Linked DNA regions of Mus musculus: region 2 is linked to region 1. Evidence: chromatin contacts called from public Hi-C data. All regions are on one chromosome and are shown on one strand. The core of a region is the stretch at or near the end of the contact, and the rest is flanking DNA. Distances in the headings are between cores, read along the strand shown.

What was found. A called contact is a pair of places that touch in the nucleus more often than the background predicts.
Region 2: a Hi-C map of dorsal root ganglion neurons shows a contact between it and region 1, with 2.1 times the contacts expected there. The contact joins two enhancer-like sites. A contact is called at or near these places in 2 of 39 promoter capture datasets (cranial neural crest and embryonic stem cells), 2 of 484 Hi-C or Micro-C datasets (dorsal root ganglion neurons and embryonic fibroblasts), 2 of 115 datasets of contacts at active chromatin or transcription factors (double positive thymocytes and microglia) and 1 of 9 other capture datasets (pancreatic islet).

What each region holds. Positions count from the first base shown.
Region 1 is chr9:13,540,002-13,546,803 of GRCm38.p6, forward strand. The region is part of intron 1 of Maml2 (mastermind like transcriptional coactivator 2); the gene reads left to right. Among named protein-coding and RNA genes, the nearest start is that of Gm51666, 67 kb to the right of the region's middle. Within about 2 kb of position 3,415, at least 22 of the 459 cell types and tissues checked have an H3K27ac peak or open chromatin away from gene starts, as enhancers often do.
Region 2 is chr9:13,610,162-13,616,963 of GRCm38.p6, forward strand. All of the region lies in intron 1 of Maml2 (mastermind like transcriptional coactivator 2), which reads left to right. Gm51666 (a long non-coding RNA gene) reads right to left here and starts at 248. Exons shown (of 3, transcript XR_003948103.1): 1 at 1-248. Within about 2 kb of position 3,365, at least 42 of the 459 cell types and tissues checked have an H3K27ac peak or open chromatin away from gene starts, as enhancers often do.

The DNA.
Region 1 (6,802 bases), core at 2,165-4,664:
ACGTGGTAGAATTCAGGGGGTCTGTTGGTCCAATAACACAGATAAGGACACCAAAGCAAGACTGGAAACTTCAATATTTTTTCTTTAAAAGAATTTTTATTTAATGTGTGTGTGTCTCATGTATCTCTGTGTGTTGTGTCTGTGTATGGTGTGTGTGTGTGTGTGTGTGTGTCTGTGTGCATGTGTGTGTCTGTGTCTCTGACTGTTGCTGTCTGTGTGTTTATGTATATGTGTGTGTATGTATGTGTGTGTTTTTGTCTGTCTCTCTGTATGTATGTGTCTGTATGTGTGTGTGTGTGTGTATGTCTCTGTGTGTTAGACTTATGTGTGTGAGTGTGTGTGTTTGTGTGTGTGTGTGAGAGAGAGAGAGAGAGAGAGAGATCTGGGGTTTGGGGATAACGCATCCCATGGCGTGCATGTGATAGACAAAGAACAGCTCTGGGGCTTCCTCTGCCCACCTTTCTGTGGGCTCCAGGACTGAGGATATCAGACTGACACAGGGACTGCCTCTATCTACTGAAGCATCTTTCTGGACTTCCAAATTTTTGTCAGGACAGTTAATTTTTTTTCAGGGTATAGGCAAATATTAAGTGACTTGGTGCCAAAAGTAAATCCTGGGACAACCCCTTTTTTACGTTTTAGGTTTTGTTTTGTTTTTTGTTTTTAAGCTATCAAGAGGAAATACCTGGGGATGGGGGCTTGGATGGCAAAGGTAATTAATTAGTCATTAGAGTCTGCTCCAGGTCTGGGCCCCACCTTCACTCTCTTCCTTACTCTGGTCTTAGGCAAAGCTACTTAGTGACTTTGACCTTGAGCATTCTCATCTATCAAGGGATAACGACGACATTTGCTTAAGGCAAGGACGAGATGCAGTGTTGTACTGGAGAGAACCCGCTCTGTTCTGTGCTTAGAAAACACAGTGTGAACCAGCTTGCAGCTGCAGTGATCTGCTTTGGGGCTTGTAGAAGGAGGGAAGTGTGTTAGTGAGAAAGGAGATCAGTTTGTGGAGAAGGGAACTGGCCGAAAGAGGAAGTGTCCAGTTACAGAACAAATGCCATTACAGAAGGCTTTACACAGACATCTGTTAAATGACGATGGTCCAGACTAGGAATATGTAGAATTTCATGTAGCTGACTGCTTTTATCCTGAGACCCCTTATTCAGATGTTTATAGGCATAACAAAGCACTTTAACAGCTATTAAATGGACAGACAGGTAGCTAAGGCAGAGCTCAGATTCTGTTTTGTTGAAACGAAAAATGAGGTGCATAGAGAAACACAAGAGAAACTTGAGAATGTGAGTGTAATTAAAACTCAAGTCAGGGTCTGTAGAGAGGGCTCAGCAGTTGAGAGAGCTTATTGTTCTTGCAGAGGCCCCTGGCTTTGTTCTCAGCACCAACAGGGCAGCCCACAACCAGCTGTAACTTCAGCTCAGAGGGAACCAACACCCACTTTGGCCTCTGAGGGCACCAGGCATACATGTGGCACACAGACATATATCCAGCCAAAACACACACATAAAGTAAAAATAAATCTTTAAAAACTCAAAACAAACATCAGGTCTTGTACACTATGGTCGGTATCCACTCCTTCCTTCCATCACTCCACCTACTGGGGAAGATATCATTCATTCTAAACATTTAAAAGAATATGAATAAGATGGCGCATAAAACTGACTTTAAGAAATTATAAGAGAATATTTCAATCCTTTAGTTGAATTAAATAGTACTTTCTTGTAATGCCACGAGAAGAAAAGATGGCTGAGTACAAAAATGGGAACTAATTGGTGGCCACAGATCCCATGCTCTTTTTTTTTTCCATTTTTTATTAGGTATTTAGCTCATTTACATTTCCAATGCTATACCAAAAGTCCCCCATACCCACCCACCCCCACTCCCCTACCCACCCACTCCCCCTTTTTGGCCCTGGCGTTCCCCTGTACTGGGGCATATAAAGTTTGCGTGTCCAATGGGCCTCTCTTTCCAGTGATGGCCGACTAGGCCATCTTTTGATACATATGCAGCTAGAGTCAAGAGCTCCGGGGTACTGGTTAGTTCATAATGTTGTTCCACCTATAGGGTTGCAGATCCCTTTAGCTCCTTGGCTACTTTCTCTAGCTCCTCCATTGGAAGCCCTGTGATCCATCCATTAGCTGACTGTGAGCATCCACTTCTGTGTTTGCTAGGCCCCGGCATAGTCTCACAAGAGACAGCTACATCTGGGTCCTTTCAATAAAATCTTGCTAGTGTATGCAATGGTGTCAGCGTTTGGATGCTGATTATGGGGTGGATCCCCGGATATGGCAGTCTCTACATGGTCCATCCTTTCATTTCAGCTCCAAACTTTGTCTCTGTAACTCCTTCCATGGGTGTTTTGCTCTTTTATTATTATTATTTATTTTATTTTATTTTATTTTATTTTATTTTATTTTATTTTATTTTATTTTATATATATGAGTGCACTGTAGCTGTCTTCACACAAACCAGAAGAGGGAGTTGGATCCCATTACAAATGGTTGTGAGCCACCAGGTGGTTGCTGGGAATTGAACTCCGGACCTCTGGAAGAACAGCTGGTGATCTTAACCACTGAGCCATCTCCCCAGCCCAGTTCACATACTCTTTTCTTAGCAGCTTAACTATGCTCCACTCAGACTGGAATGTGCCAGTCCCAGATGACTATTAGTGTGTCACCTAGTGAGGCCATCATACATAAGTTTAGTTTCAGTAACCATTGCTCCAGATGGTGTCAACTCTTGCATGATGCTTGGCCGAGAGGCACCGTTCTTTGCCGTGTTAGCTTGTTCTTAGCATGTTATAAATATGTGGTAGGGTAGCAACAGATGAGAAAAAGGGGAAGTTTTAGGAATGAAATTTTTACTTGGTTAAAATTCACTAGACTCATGGAATGTTTGTATAGATCCAAGCAAAAAAATAGGCAATATATATTGTTGTAAATACAATCCTGATCTGGAGGTTGGCCACCCCAAGTCACCGCTCAGAATACAAAGCACTGACAAGGATGAGACACGGTGATCTTATGTGGATTCTGCCTTAAAAGACTCCCATGAACAAGCACTAGCCTGGTAGAATCCTAGCCAAGCATTTGCCTCCCAGAGCAGTTGCATAGAGACAGCAAAAGCACAAGAGGCTACAACTGCATGACAATTTACCTTAACACACGAGCCTTTCAACAACGACATTTAGTTGTGCTTTGAGCCCATAATCTGGGCAGGCTGTAGGTGTGAGTTAGCTCCATTTGGCTTCCGGTGGAGCTCAGAAGTCTGGGAGCTACAGTCATTTGAAAGCACTCACTGTCGCCTGTGAGTGTTGCCTCGGACTGTCACTGAGACTGTCGACTGAGTGCTGTGTGCTTTCTATAGCAGCCTTGCACGTCACATAGCATCCCGTGCATTCTCCACCACTGAGCAGAGAAAGCAAATGCTATGACTCTGAGGAGAAAGGACACAGAGTTGAACACTGATCAGTGAAGAAGACACTGTGAGCCCTGGTGAGCCAGACATTTTACTTTAAAGGTAAGATCATTGTCACAACATGCAGTGCTCTGTCGCCGGGCAGAAATAAAACGTTAGGCAAAACAGTACTGACGTGGCAGACACACGGACTTAAGTGCTCTGGGACAAAAGAAGACAATGCCTTTCTCTGGGTGCTGACTAATCAAATTCAGGCATATGTGCAGCCCAGAGTCCTGTAAAGATAATCGTTCCTTTGGACAACAGCTATTAAAAGTGGGTTCTTTGTTCGGAACAGTGTTAGAGTTCCATGCAGAATTATGGGTTGTCTGTTGTAAGAGAGGCCCATTGGTCTTGCAAACTTTATATGCCTCAGTACAGGGGAACTCGAGGGCCAAGAAGTGGGAGTGGATGGGTAGGGGAGTGGGGGAAGGGGATGGGGGAGTTTTGGGATAGCATTGGAAATGTAAATGAAGAAAATACCTAATTAAAAAAAAAAAGAAATTGTCTTGCTTAGAAATTCCTCCATCCTCCTGCTCTCTTCTTAAAACCTAATCTATATTAGAGTTCACAGAAAAACTGGGTACCACACACCACAGAGAGGCACACGGGACAATTAACACTTACCTCTCGGAACACTGGTGGTAATTAATAAGAAACCACTACAACGGGCTGTGTTTTTATGTTTCCCACAATCAGACGTGACTAAAGCTGGCTTCTTGTCTCCTTGTATTCGTGGCTGTGGGGGGCACCTGGAACCACTGGCTGCTGGCCTCCACATCTCCCTTCACAGGGAAAGCACTCCTGCAGCCATTTGCCTAACATTCCCGAGGGCCTCAGATGTTTCTCAGACGCTGATGACTCACTGCATAGTAAGGTCATCCCTGAAAACTCACGGAGATAAATTTCACTTTTCAGACCAAAAGTGTTTATCCCGCCACTGACTCTGCCTTCTGACCCATGTCAGGGTGGCTTCACAGAGGTGGCCATTCACTTTGTCGGGTCACTTTTTCTTGATTCTGCTCCACAGGCATAAAAATCACCCCACTGATGGGAAAACTGCCCTTATAGTGGCAGCGACCTCTGAGTATCCCGAGTCCAGCGGTGTGTCTTTAATCCCCTCTAACCCTGTCTGGGAGAGCTGCACAGGCCCACCAGTGTCTCCCATTGGTCTTCTAAGCACCTTGAATGTTTGCCTGTAATTTCTGCATGCTTTGATGTTCTAGCCTAGCACGTCAGCAAAAAGAGAAAAAATGAAAAATCCCCATAAAAGATGGCTAATTTAATAGTATCATTTATTTTTCTTTAATTTGGAGCAATTGCAACTGTGGGCCTCAACAGCATTTCGAATTGCATACCAGATGAGGCTCTTACTTAAACACAAAGAAATGGACACACACAGACAGACACACCATACTCAACAAAACAGAAAGAAAGACACATACCCATGTGCATACATATAGACAGACAGTCACAAACACACACACAAATGAAGCTAACATCTCAGAGTATTTGGTTTTCCCTACTTCCTTTAACACAAGGGCAGTAACTATTCCCAAATAATGTTTCCTATCTTAAATATTCTTTGCTCTTTCATCCCTTATTCCTTTGTTGTTCCATGAATATACTTTTGAAGAAATGGGCTTTGGGTTACTGATAATTTCAGAATAAATGTGTCCACTGAATGCAAAGATATTCAAAGGTAATAGAAATGGACCCCACAACCTGGATGCTCCTTTCTAAAAGAGCATGTATTATTTCTAAGTTTATTTTATGGCCTAGGAAGCCTCAGGTCCAAATTAAAACCTAGCTCCATACATTGTCAGAACTTGGGGATTAAGCATCGACACATCTTGTAGTTGAAGCAGTGACCTGTCACCTGTATGGCTGTCTTCAAATACTCCTAATGATATTTTGGAGGAAAAAAAAAAGTCCCTCATTACCACATGAGTTGGGAGAAAAAAATGAACTCACAGATCACCAGCATCTCTGCTCCTCTCCCCATGTCATCCCTGTCCTGTTGGGATGCGGTTCAGTTCCCAGGAGACTGGAATGCCCCTGAAAATTGACAGTCACATTCTATTATAACATATTTTCCCCATTTAATAACATGGCCTAGGTAATGACTCATAACCCTCAAAGGACCTCCTGCCACTGACAGCTGAACTCAAGTAATTGAGAGCACCATGCAATTTGGCAGTGACTGCACCTTTATGGTTGGATCAAGCATTAAAGCAACAGTATATCTGGATAGGCTTTCAGTAAAGTGACAGCCTCGTGATGCGTTTCTGAATCCGTTTTACATGTGTAACTCTGGTGTCCCCAGATTGTGTAGCCTAGAATAGGGCTATGAGTGCTTACTCTATTCCATTGTAAATCTATTACAGATAGGGACATTTCCTCTTTCTCATCTCTGTCATTTCAGTGTCGGGATTATAGAATGTAACCTTGGCATAGAGTGTGCTCAGTCATCATTTTCTCTTCCTCTTCCTATGTCGGTTGGGTATACAGACTTTGACAGGAACCACCACCTATCAACATCAGGACAACCACATTCTCTAACAGCCGTGTAAGCCCTGTGTGTATTAACATGACTTATTTACTCATGCAGCCTCAATGTGTATAGCTGCTTCCTTCCTACTCCCTGATGGTTTCAGTTAGGACTTCTTGAGACATTTCCACAAATGTCCACATCCATCCTTCTCATGAACACAGCTCATATAGCTAGAGTCGGCCTCACTTTTGACTTCTCACTGGCATCCTCAGAGAATCACAGCTTGTTCTGGGACTCTCAGAAGCCTGTACTCTATCTCAAGAGCGTCCCTCCTCCTCACCATTATCAGCACTTCAGCATACAAATACAACCTGGTACTTTAGCCCCTTTTCAGCTTTAAGACATGTCTCCTACATCACTAGGACTGTGCATGTGTGTGTTCATGTTTGTGTTCATGTGTGTGTGTTCATGTTTGTGTTCATGTGTGTGCGTTCATGAGTGCTTCTATTGAAGCATGCGCACATGCACACAGTGCATGCAAAGTCTAGAGATCCATATCCGATGTCTTATCAATCAAACTCCAGTTTGTTTTCTGGCCCCACTAATTCTGCTGCACTGGTTGGCCTGAGATGCTCCAGTGATCCTTGTGTCTCCCCTCCCCAGCTCTGGATTACACATATTCTGCTAGCCCCATATGCTTACACATGTACTGGGATCAAGCTCAGGTCCTCACACTTGAGCAGCAAACACTTCAACAACTGAGTCACATCCTTATTGCCTCAAGGCTAACTTTGTTCCTTGGCATGTCTATATATATATATATATATATATATATATATA
Region 2 (6,802 bases), core at 2,115-4,614, 70 kb after region 1:
GAAGGCTGGTGTAAAACTAAGAGAGGCTTTGTTTTGACATTGCAGTTTGAAAACATGGAATATATCAATAGCCATACTTCAGCCCCAAACAATGAACAGACAATACTGGTTCTCTCTGCCTCATACATTTACAGACACTGACCAACATTTTGAAACAAATCTAACTCCCACCACCACAGAAAACAGCAGCAACTTCTTGAAGCATCTGTGCTTTCTCTTCTCTGAAACCTTTCAGCTGTACCATAGGAAGTAACAGCTCTACGCCTGGACAAGAAATGCTTCTACTAGCCAGGCGTGGTGGCGCGCACCTTTAATCCCAGCACTTTGAGATCAGCCTGGTCTACAAAGTGAGTTCCAGGACAGCCAGGGCTATACAGAGAAACTCTGTCTCAAAACAACAACAACAAAAACAAAAAAAAAACAAAAAAAACAAAAAAACAAAAAAAAGAAAGAAAAGAGAGAGAGAGAGAGAGAGAGAGAGAGAGGGGGAGAGAGAGGGAGGGAGGGAGGGAGGGAGGGAGGGGGAGAGAGAGAGAGAGAGAGAGAGAGAGAGAGAGAGAGAGAGAGAGAGGAAGAAAGAAAGAAAGAAAGAAAGAAAGAAAGAAAGAAAGAAAGAAAGAAAGAAAGAAAGAAAGAAAGAAAGAAATGCTTCTCTTATAGAGCTGCAGACCCCTTCAGCTCCTTGGGTACTTTCTCTAACTCCTTCGTTGGGGACCCTGTGTTCCATCCAAAAGAAGACTGTGAGCATCCACTTCTGTATTTGCCAGGCACTGGCATAGCCTCACAGGAGACAGCTATATCAGGGTCCTGTCGGCAAAATCTTGTTGGTATATGCAATAGTGTCTGGGTTTAGTGGTTGTTTATGGGATGGATCCCTGGGTAGGGCATTCTCTGGATGGTCCTTCCTTCAGTCTCTGCTCCAAACTTTGTCTCTAACCAGTACCCTCAGAGCTCATGTCTCTAGCTGCACATGTAGCAGAGGATGGCCTAATCAGCCATCAGTGGAAGGAGAGGCCCTTGGTCTTGCGAAGATTCTAGGCCCCAGTATAGGGGAATGCCAGGGCCAGGAAGTGGGAGTGGGTGGGTTGGGGAGCAGGGAGAGAGGGAGGGTATATGGGACTTTCGGAGAGGAAACTAGGAAAGGGGATAACATCTGAAATGGAATGAAGAAAACATCTAGTAAAAAAAATAAGAAGAAAGAAATGTTATCAGTTAGTGATGCTTACAAAGACAGGCTTCATCATGAGCCTAGGCAGAGAAGCATTGGTGCCCTATGTACTACCAAGTGCCCAGACCAACTGGATGCCCAATAACACTAATCACCAATTAGTCAGTGAGTGTTTCCCTGGGCTAGAGCTGGGATGGGTTAGTGGAGCCATGAGAAGCTTGTCTCCTGTTGACTTTTGAAATCATACTGAAGTAAAAAAATTTTAAAATAAAAATTAAAAAAAAAAAAACCTCACATACTTGTAACAGTTGCCAAAAACAATACAAGGCAGAAAGTGCTAAAATCATCATAGCAGAGCCAAAAACTCTGAGGGAAAGCAGGATGCCGTTAGCCTTCCAGAGAGCCCTTTGGAGCTGGACCCTCCAAGTGAAGTGGGAGAGAGCACTGTCATGATTGATGATGGCAATGCACTGTGCATTCTGCTGAGAAGGACATTCAGAGTTTTAGGAGTCGTGCCAGCATGCTAGACATAGCATTTACTTTGGATTCACTTCGATATATTTTGGGCAAAAAGTGAGTCATGGATAAAGTATTTCATGCACAAAGCAGTTATTCTTTTTTTTCCTTCAGGCCTTATAGAATATTGTGTTCTTCTCTGTGTCCAACACAGTGGGTCCATCTCTGAAAGGCTCCTGCAAGTCTTTGCAGGGATTACGGGAACAAGCTGGGATATCGTTATCATGAACTAGACCTGGAATGACATTATTTAATGTAGTAGTTGACTATATAAGAAAGATATCTACTTTGAATATCTTTAAATTAATCTTAATGTTAGCATACAAAATATCTCATGATTTTTTACATACAGATACATATATGTATAAATATCTGTATATATGTATGTATGTATGTATATACTAAAATCCTGTCTTACAAATAAAGAATTCTCATTTTTATTTCAAGTTTTATAAAGAATGGTTATTATGTTGAAGTGATAAAATCTCTTGAAGCTTGAGTCTTAAGGAGCAAAGTTATGGACAGAATTTCCAGACACATCTAGTGTATTTTCCCTAGCTGGTCTACCAACAGCAAAGCCCTCAACCAACTCAAACCCCACAATTTTTCTTAAAGGAGTGAAAGTTTGTGTCTAGATTCACACAGAAAGTGTGCCTTGTGACTCCCGCACGTCCCTCCTGGCACGGAGTCAGTCACTAGGAGCTTCTGTGCCAGTTTGGGATCAGCACAGTGGCGTACGATTACCCTGAGCCCATCACCACGTTCCCACCCCTTCAGTTTTGCCTCATTTTGATGATGTTCATCTTCCTCTTGGCTCCCGTTCTCAAGGCTTTACACTGATGTAGAAGCTAGTGGGACGTGGATTGAGCATGAAAAGGATCCCCACAGCTACAGACTTCTTGCTAATTGATGCTTAGTGCCTAAAAGGGTCAGTGTCCTGGGGACTGAGACAAAACATGGCTATTTTTAGAAAGCAATTCAGCCACAGCAAGCATCGTGGCAGGTACATATGCAGTGAAGCATTGGACCCAAGGCCCATGCTTAGAGAACTTACTATTGGGTTGGACATAGTCAATCCAGCAGCATTAACTGACAAAAAGTCCACAGTTCTGCAAGGCTAAAAAAGAAAGGGCGCTGTATAATATCTTTGGAAAAGGACCCAAGTCTCGAGTTTCTTCTCTCCCTTACTAAAGGATTTTTCTGATGATAAACTTGGAAGTGACACTTGCAAGAGGAAATGTAAACCAGGGAGGAATTACTTTCCCCTTTGAGAGTTGTGATGAGCTCAAATGTATTATTCCAAGATCCCAAACATTTCACTGTAGTAACCAATGAGAAGTCACTCGTGATCTTTTGAGCCAGTCTCTTTCTAGATCATCCGTAATTTCTAGCGACAACCACATCACTAATGGGCAGTAAGGAAAACTCACATGGTGACCCAGGTAAGCGCACAGACACACACACAGACACACACACAGACACACAGACACAGACACAGACACACACACACACACACACACACACACACACACACACACACCCTCCAGGCAGCTACAGATTTCAATCTTTCCTGCATGCCTGGTTGAGAGGAACAGGAATCTACTTGAGGGACTGTGGCCTGCGGAATGAATTGTTACCTTTGTGAGGTGCATCGCTTGTTTCCATGGCAGCACAGGAGACAAAGAGTACATTTAGTTTGTGGAAAAGGATGGGGGCAGGGGAAGAAACAGAAACCAGAGGATCGTGCAATCATGGCGCTTTCAAATCCCTCCAGGAAGTTTATGTTTCAAGTCCTTTGCAAGAGTGAAATGCAGCTGTTTAAAACAGAGCTGTTTACTGACGGGCCGCAGTCCCCCATAAGTGCTCTTGGTACCACCTCTGCAGCCTCAAGGATGACAGGTCACTGCTTGTAGACTTAGCTAGCCTAAGCAGGCTTATGCCTACCCCAGCAGAGACCATATGTCTCAAAAGGCAAGGGGATGTTCAGAGAAGACTGAGAAAGGGGGAGGGGGTGAAGAGCCGCAGCCCACTGGATCTTAAGAGAAGAAAGTCAGGATTCTTATGTGAAGTGTTAACCAAACTAGACTTGTGTGGATGGCCACACCCCCAAAGAATGACCACCCAGAGGGTGTACTCAGTACAGCATCTCACACACCATCATAGCAATTTTGGATTTCTTGTGAAAAATTCAAAGTACCCTTTGCAGTATCTCCTTTAAGTCTTGAATGACAACACAGGATGTGGCTTAGAGCTTTCTCTATGTAGTTAATAAATCTGCTCACTGGTGGAGTGACTTCTAGTCTCTTCTCTCTCTTATAATGAAGCTTCAAGACTGACATGCAGAGATTTCTCCATCAACCTCTAACCAATCATGGCACCATTCTCTCCCTGCAGTCTATCCTTACCCATTCCCCGGACATGCTGGGCATCTTCACCCGGCTGCTCTTTCTTCTTGGCTGCCTCTGCATGCACACTGTGTCCAAAACAGTTAGACGAGAGACATGGTAAAGGCCAAAAGGCAACAACAGCATGTCAACCATCAAGAGGCCAAGTATTGGCCGAGGGAGCCTGTACCGGCTGGCACACTGCTTCATGGCATTGCTAACTTTTGCTTCGGAAGGGAGTCTCATTGTGTAGAAGGTACCGGTACCTCATATCCCCCTGCCTCAGCCTCCAGAGTGCTGGGATTATAGGTGTGCCCTGTAATCTGGCTGTTCCTATATAATTATAATGCCAGGATTCACAATTTCTTCCATGCTGGAAGGATCCAGTGGCACTCTTCAACAGAATCTCAGGGTAGAAGCAGTCAGCACTGGCTGTTGCTATGGAAAATCAGCTGAAGTAAAAGGAGATATTTTGACTCACAGTTCAGGGTACAGTCGGTCACGGTGAGGCAGAAGTGACAGCAGCCTAGCAACCAGCTGGTTAGACTGTGTTCATGGTCAGGAAGCAGAGAAAGACAATAATGAGCTCAGCTTGCTTTCTCCTTTTTATTCATTCTAGGACCCTAATCTGTGGAAAGGTGCTGCCCACATCCAGGTATAGAGAACCTAATCTAAATAATCTCTTATAATAGATACAGCCAGAGGTTCCTCTCCTGGGTGATTTTACATTCTGTCAAGTTCACAATGAATGTTAACAATCATAATATACAAGAACATTAATATAGCTTAAAAGCTTACCATTTCTCCATATTCAAATGAATTAACACATTTTAGTGGGCATTAAGGCTATGATGACCCTGTCTACGGAGTCTACCAGCCCTCAGTAGCAGATGCATCTTGGAAATCCTCCCTCCAACTTGTCAGTATAATAAACTCCTTTCTAAAACATGCTGTTGTCTCTGTGCCTCAGCACATGGTTCCTTCTCCTGTCCCATGCCACCCAAGTTACTGGAAGGTACAATTGGGTAGCTCTCAGCTTCTCTATTCTGACCTCCACCCTTCTCCATTTAAAGCTGCACCCTCACTATTGATCACCCACTTCCAACTCACATTTTTTTAGGTCCTGATTCTCCTTTCTGCAAGTTCACATTGTGTTTTCTAAGAAACTCTTTTGCACTGAGGTTTTAATGATGGTGTCTATCCATTCTCATCTGTATTTGATTGGAACCTTTTAAAAGCTCTACACCATAATTCAAACCCATGTGTCTGGAGAAAAGATTTTACTTCAGCAATAGAAGTACTTTAAAGATGTGAGCTTTGAGTGTCATTTAGATTGTAGGGTCCCATTAGTTCAATCCATGGCTACTGCATCTGTGTATTTGATGGATCTTGGTGAGATGGTTATGATTGGAAACTTCTAGAAGGTGGGATACAATCTATTTCTAACACAATCTTTCCACAAAACCCTGTCAGTAGTGTCATGCCTCATAGGGTTTGGAGTGTGTGAGTGTGTGTGTGTGTGTGTGTGTGTGTGTGTGTGTGTGTGTGGAGAGAGAGAGAGAGAGAGAGAGAGAGAGAGAGAGAGAGAGAGAGAGAGAGAGTATGTGAGTGTGTGAGTGTGTGAATGTGTGTGTGTGTGAGAGAGAAAGAGAGAATGTGAGTGTGTGTGTGTATGTGTGAGTGTGTGAGTGTGTGTGTGTGTGTGTGTGTGTGTGTGTGTGTAGAATTGAACCTAGCGTTTTCTGCATGCTGCATGTTCCCTCTACCATGAGCAGCACCCCTAACCCTCAATGGAGCTTTAATGGCATCTCTCTGTCTCCACAGAACCACATGTCTCCTTTTCTATACCCATCTTTAGGTATCTTCACCTGTGGTGAGTGGCCACCTTCAATCCCTACTCCCTTGATATTTACCATTCTCTAGGCTTGGGCAGGAAATGACCCCAAATATAATCTTTCTATAGAGCACAGAAGTGAAATCTCTAGGCTAAGCTGGCAAAGAGAGCCAATGTGAGAGTCAGTTTTAGGTGTCTGGCCCCTCAGTATCCAGACACATAGGTGGTATTTATCTCTGAGCCCACCATGGAAGCACTTGCTTGCACTCTGGGCTTCATTGCTGACTGCATGTGTTTTCTAGCCACAATGTCACTCAGTCTTCAAACTCACCTTTGTTGTCTAGAAAAGAGGGAACGCATGCAGTGCTGAAAGAGCAGTAATGTGTGTTGTTTTGAAGAGTAGGAGCTCTAAGATTTATTTACCTAGATGAAGAGCTTGCTCAGCTCAAGGCCAGTGCTAAGGCCCTGAATAAATGGCTGTTAGTGTTGCTATCTCCAGAGCCAGTGTATCAATTGCTCCTTCTGGGCCTGCTTCTGCAATCCTGGCGGCCCACAGAGAGAGTGTGGGACAGACTGAATCCCATAGTGAGTGCAGGCTGGGAGAGGAGTGGCTGCAGAATCTGGCAGAACAAGTTTGTAGTACGTTCCTGTCTTTTGCCTTTTCAAAGCAGTGGAAAATAAATCAAGGGTGAAAACGCAAACCTGGGAAAGAATGTATTCCATTGTTCTTTATGCAGGGAGGACCCTTCAAATGCAGTCCGTGCTGAAATAAATCACAAGCCACATGGCTGAGTCTGCTCCTGCCTCTTCCCTACCCTAGAACACACAGCAGACACCTTGAGTCTCTTGCTGTCATTTTCTGGGAGCAGAAAGAAGCTGGGGAAGCCCCACCATTGACTG